Linked DNA regions of Anas platyrhynchos: region 1 is linked to region 2. Evidence: chromatin contacts called from public Hi-C data. All regions are on one chromosome and are shown on one strand. The core of a region is the stretch at or near the end of the contact, and the rest is flanking DNA. Distances in the headings are between cores, read along the strand shown.

Region 1 (2,915 bases), core at 142-2,641, 72 kb before region 2:
TCTGTATAAGTACATTAAAGGAGGCTGTAGAGAGGTGGGGGTTGGCCTGTTCTCCCATGTGCCTGGTGACAGGACGAGGGGGAATGGGCTAAAGTTACGCCAGGGGAGTTTTAGGTTGGATGTTAGGAAGAATTTCTTTACTGAAAGGGTTGTGAGGCACTGGAACGGGCTGCCCAGGGAGGTGGTGGAGTCACCATCCCTGGAAGTCTTCAAAAGACGTTTAGATGTAGAGCTTAGGGATATGGTTTAGTGGGGACTGTTAGTGTTAGGTTAGAGGTTGGACTCGATGATATTGAGGTCTCTTCCAACCTAGAAATTCTGTGATTCTGTGATTCTCCTTACCTGGAGGATCTTGCTGTAGGACAGCGGTGCAAATGAGTCTTCCAGATAGCGGGTGCCAAAGCCCATGATCCTGTTCACTGCCTGGTTACAGATGCCGGCCACCTTGGCGGTGAGGTGTACTGCAAAGGCAAACTGGATTTCTTGGGGGTTGACGTTGGGCCTGCTGGCTGTCATCTCCTTGCGGACATAGGCATCAGCCAGGTTTTTGAAGGAGCTGTAGGACATGTCTCTGAAGAACATCTGCAGCCATGCATCTTCCTTCACCTGTTTAAGAAACAAACAAATGCACACATTAAGAACAAATAACCTGGTGTGTCATTAGGCTGATGCCTTCACATCTCACTAAGACTGCAGATGAGAGAGGACAGACAGGCAGACATGATCACACCCAGTCGGGGAATTAGGACGTGCCACTTCCTTGATTTTACTGAGCATTTCCCTGCACCAGGGAAGTATTGCACCGTTTTAGAGCAGTGATCAGCCCAAATTCCCCCAGCTCCATCCAGCTGACTGCAGTTCCCCTCTCACCTTCCTGTCCAGCTCATCTCCGGCACTCTGGAGCAGGGCCACGATTTTCCTGATGGCTTCATCTGTAGAGAGAACACAGTCACTCCCTTGTTACCTCTAGCCCTGTGGCTGATCACCATGCGTGGATGTTCTCAGGGCAGTGCAGCTTTTTAGCCCCTCTGACGAAACTTCCCAAGCAAAGCGTGTCATCCTCCAGCCCTGGAAAACCCATTTCAGCCTATAGCTGAACACCTTGCTTTCATCAGTCAGGAAAAACAGCCCCCTGCCTTTGAATTTGTCCCTCCCCAGATCAAGCCCTGCTGCTGAAAATCCCCGCAGTGGGTTCATATGACTCTTTGGGTTGTATTAAATGCCAAGGCAAGACTGAAGCAGGGCTTGGGTCCCATTCAGGCTCCTCATGGGGATAAATACCATGTTACTGTTTTCTGTACATGCAAAGAGCAGCACTCACCAACCCCATCGGCACCACCCAACCTCAGCAGCTGCTCGCCCCCGTGCTCCCTGTTGCTTCGGCTCTCGCTGCCTTGCACAATCAGCCCAATCTCCTCTGAGACTCGCGTGTAGTAACCATCCGGCTGCTCTGCCTCTGCTGGAAGAAGAACACATGTTCAGAATCAGGGATTTTTCTTGGCCAAATCACCAACTGATAGAAAGGGGAACACAGACACTACTGGCATGGTGCCTGTGTCCACGCAAGGTCAGCACACGCCACTGTGAACCATGCGCTGTGTTCCCTGAACTGTAGCTGAGCTTCTGCAATGGCCCCAAACCAACCAGGCTTTCACAAAGATCCCCTGGCAAGCTTCTTGGGAAGTGCTCAGCATGGGGATGAGGGTGTCACTGCCACGGCAGCTCCCACCCTTCCCTGCAGCAAAGCAAAAGCAACAAGTGATAGCCCTTAGGTGGTTTCAGATTCAATCTCTGGTTTCAAATGCGGATTTAAACTAAATCATGATATCCCTCATTTGCTACAGGGGGAAAGCCTGTGCACAGATAAAAACTGTGTATGGATAAAACCTGCATACAGATAATCACTATGGAGCAGGTTGCATTAACTGGCTGCACTCATGAGTCCCAGTAATGATGCAAGCTGGTGCACCTCACCCAGGGTCATCTTCAACATGGGCAAATTTGAACTATTCTTGGTGCAGCAAGTCAAGTGTGGAGCCCTGCAAATCCAACCCCAATGCCCCATAAAGCAACATGTGGGCAATGCTTAGTAAGGATTAGAAACTAGCGCTCCACACTTGCTGTTGCTTTCCCCCCAAAAAAAAACACCTGAGGTCCCATTGGTGAGGGCAAGGGTGGGGGTCCCACCTGGGGGGGCTGGTCCCTGGACATGCCGCAGGGGTAGGCAGCTGGGGCGCTTGGCCCTCGCCCCTGTCTCACCCCGCTCCTCCTCTGCATGCTTCTTAAAGGAGAAAACCCTCTTGAGGCTGGGTCTCCTTCTGGGAGCTTTGCCCAGTGGTGGGGACATGCTTGAGTCGGTTCTGGGTTTCCTGGCTCCTTCTGTTTTACTGCTGTAAGGAGTTTTGGCATCTTTTTCCTTTGCTTTCTGTCTTGCATTTTCCTTCTGGTCCTCAGGGCTCTTCTTAAAGAGGAAATTTAAGAAGCTTTTGAACCAGGTGCGCTGGGTTTTGCCCTGGGAGAAGATTTTCGTGCTTTTCTTCTTGGTCTCCAGTTCCTCCTTTGAAGCCTCCCCAGGAGCTGATGCTTTGCTTTCCTCGAACAGAGCCTGTTCCAGCTCCAGCACCTTGGGTGCCTCTTCCTGGTCCTTCTTCAGGCTGAGCTTGGCACATGAATACTTGCAGAAGTCGCTCTCTGACCTTTGCAGCCCAAAAGCCTTCCTCCCTCGCCCTCTGGCTCCCTCTTGAAGCCTTTCCTTTGCTGCCTGTGAGTTCTCGCAGCAACTCAATGAGCGCCTGACATAGATCTCCAGCACCTTTTTGGCCCCTTGCCTGTCCAGTGAGAGGATGGTCCTTGACAGCTGTCGCCCTGCGTCCCATGGCTGCTGCTCTGCAGCCAGAGCCTGCACCTTGCTGTGA
Region 2 (3,039 bases), core at 45-2,544:
CCTAAACATTGTTCCTCCATTTGCAGGCACAAGAGATTATTTCATTTGGAACTGGCAAGAGATCTTCATAATAAAACTTAGCAGAAATGTAACAAAAAGACCAGGATTGCTGCATAAGAAGTTTGTCATAAAACAAAAAGAATTTAAGACTGGACCATGCTGATCAAGTTAAAAGCAGTCCTGGGGATTCGGACATTTAATAATGCGACCTTTTCCATGAGCAATACAAGTGCCATTACTGACATACAAATCAGCCATTGGGCATGAGGATCATAGTAGACCAAAACCTGATTTTTTATTTATTTATCTTTTTCCATAAAGAAATGGATTTCTAGCTCAGGAGACACAACTACAAAATGTAGAAAGATTATTCCCATCTAAGTTAGAACTTTATTAAATTATGTATCTGCCTCTGCTGTTGGTATGCCTGTATCTACCCATCTTTTCAACCCTGCTGCTCCTTTAGCATCAGGTCTATCAATAAAATTTCAACACCCTTTACACTAAGTACTGTACCCTGCTTTTAGGATTGGCTTCAGCTTGTCAATTTAGTTATTTAATAGTGTATCCTGTATTAATTTCTGTATCAAAACCGAAATGGACAAGAAAACAAAAAATTGCAGCATATAAATTTTATATAAGAATAGTATAGATATGTTCCCATATAATAAGGCTACTCATTTTCTGAAGAAATATATATATTTTTTTTATAGAAGCGGTTTGTGTTAATAAAAAACTCCATTCAGCATCTTCCCAAATGAATTTTCTTTATACAAATTTGGATATTAAAATATCAATAACTGGATAAAAAAGCCAATTATATCATACATTTGGTTAGAAAAATTAAGCTTGTCCTTTGTAAGTCTATTCCACTCCTTTCTGAGTAATTTCCTTGGACAATATCAACTTAAACTAGACATTAAAGAAAAATGCATACTAGGTCTAATTAAACGATCTGTATTAAATACAGATATATACACATATATACACAAATAGATACATGCGTGCTTACATGCTGTATGATATTTTAGGCTATGTAAATGTAGAACTCCTGCTCACACACAGTGGTTAAACTATGGTAAAATACTGTGATGAACAGTAAACTATTTAATAACTAAAACGCATCTTCAACTTAAAAAGTTAACATCATCTACTTACTGTTGATCTTGCAGAGATTGTGGTGAAGTCCTGATCTGCACAGATGTGTCTACTTGCCAGTCTTCTTGTGATGTTCCAGTTGCAATTACAGCAAGTGCCTTTCACCTTCTTTTATACCTGCCCAGCAACCACAGAAACAATAGAAATGATCACTACAGCACTTTGTGACTAAGACTTTTCCTCTCATGTTAGTGAAATGAGACAGCTCCTTGTTTCCAATTATAATAAATCTTGGATTCTGAAATGTTCAGCTGTGACTAAGGAAAAGATCACAAGTTTGTGGAAAGTATCTTACACTTTTGCTGGCTCTCCTGATTTTGTTTGTTTGTTTTTGTTGTTGTTGTTGGTTGGTTGGTTTGTTTTGTTTCTTGAGAACTTTTTATTCTAACACAGTGTTACTGTACCCCAAGGTGATGGTAAAGCAATATTCAAACTTGTTCCACTATTGATCAAGATCTCTGGTATGCAAAAGAGATGACCCTCCTTTGCTGTCCTCACGGACCCATGTATATGATACTAATATTGCACAGGAGGAATCTAAATCAACAATAGTGATGAATTCTGTAATGCAAGTCATCACACAGTTAGCATGACAGGACAATTACTGGCAGAAAATCTGAGGAATTTGTAAATAACATCCCACTAGATTTTAATGCTCAGTACAAATTTCATTTAAACCATCAGATTGTACAGTAAAACGTTTGTTTTAAAACTCAGAAAATGAGGAGATAGGAAGAAGACTTATCAACTCATTAAACAATAAAAATGCAAGTAGTAGCTCAGGCAAAAAGCCAAATTCTGATATGACTTGAAACCATGCAACGTAATGAAATATAAACTTTGATACTCACTGTATGATCTCTAACCAGATAATTTTAATAGAATTTGGATGCTCAGGATGTGGATGGACCAGACCATTAGGCTGAACCACCAGTCTGTTTAGGAGGACCAGCCCCTATTTCTCAAAGTGAATGCATTTATCATCTCTGAGCAAAGAATCCCTGGAAAGACTGAAGAGAAAAGAGAAAATTTGCTTAGTGTTGTTGTAAGCTACCCATTCATTTCACACAGACACAACCTTACCTTCCTGTTAAACTCAGTCTCGGGTGAATACAAATGCATTGTCTAACAACAGAGACAGGCCCTATTAGCAGTGCTCTTGCCATCTCATACTTTCTTGCAGCTTCTGTGGACACTAACTTGCTTTTTGTTATATTCCTCATGACAGCATATTTTGAGCCCCACTATTTCACAGCAATCAAATAACCATTCCCAATTACATGAGCATGAATTGTTAGTGTCACTCATTAAAGAATACAGAGTGTATCACCAATTTAAAATGACATTTGTTAAATGTTGCTAAAGCAGAGGTCTACTTATCTGCTTCTTAGTTTCCAGGGCAGCTTGCAGTTACACTGAATTATCTGTCCATGAAGCCAAAGCTATAGTTACATCTTTAAGGAGTAATAATGAGCATTGATCAAAACCATGTCTAAAACATCTGGTCTAATTTATCCCTGAACTTTTCAAGTCTCCATTACATAATGGGCTTTCATTGAATGCAATTACTGTCTCAACTAGAAGAACTAATATTGCATTAATCCAAGTGACTGCAGGTAGATCAGAGAACTGGCATGGGATCAGTAAATGGGCACTTCAAGCATTCTATAATGGCCAAAGTGCATTGCCGTGGCTACCTGCTTCCATTGGATGTTTCTTTGTACCCAACGTCTTAGAAGAAGTTAAAATAACTTTCTAAAACCTCCCTAAGAGGTGTACATGAGAACAGACTGTGCTGAAGTAGTGACACATCTTTGAGAATCACCCAGTGCAAGGACTTATTGGCACTTACAACACAGAGGGAACAGATACATGCGGGGA

The links. A called contact is a pair of places that touch in the nucleus more often than the background predicts.
Region 1: a Hi-C map of skeletal muscle shows a contact between it and region 2, with 1.8 times the contacts expected there. The contact joins the enhancer-like site here to the promoter of LOC119713994 in region 2. A contact is called at or near these places in 2 of 8 Hi-C or Micro-C datasets (liver and skeletal muscle).

Annotation. Positions count from the first base shown.
Region 1 is chr27:2,866,592-2,869,506 of IASCAAS_PekinDuck_T2T, reverse strand. ETV7 (ETS variant transcription factor 7) reads right to left here. Exons shown (of 12, transcript XM_072028453.1): 8 at 2,188-2,909; 9 at 1,322-1,459; 10 at 871-932; 11 at 343-606. Among named protein-coding and RNA genes, the nearest start is that of PNPLA1, 7.0 kb to the left of the region's middle. Within about 2 kb of position 1,391, at least 3 of the 8 cell types and tissues checked have an H3K27ac peak or open chromatin away from gene starts, as enhancers often do.
Region 2 is chr27:2,794,089-2,797,127 of IASCAAS_PekinDuck_T2T, reverse strand. It overlaps LOC119713994 (parathyroid hormone 4), which reads right to left and starts at 1,294. Exons shown (of 3, transcript XM_038168515.2): 1 at 1,159-1,294.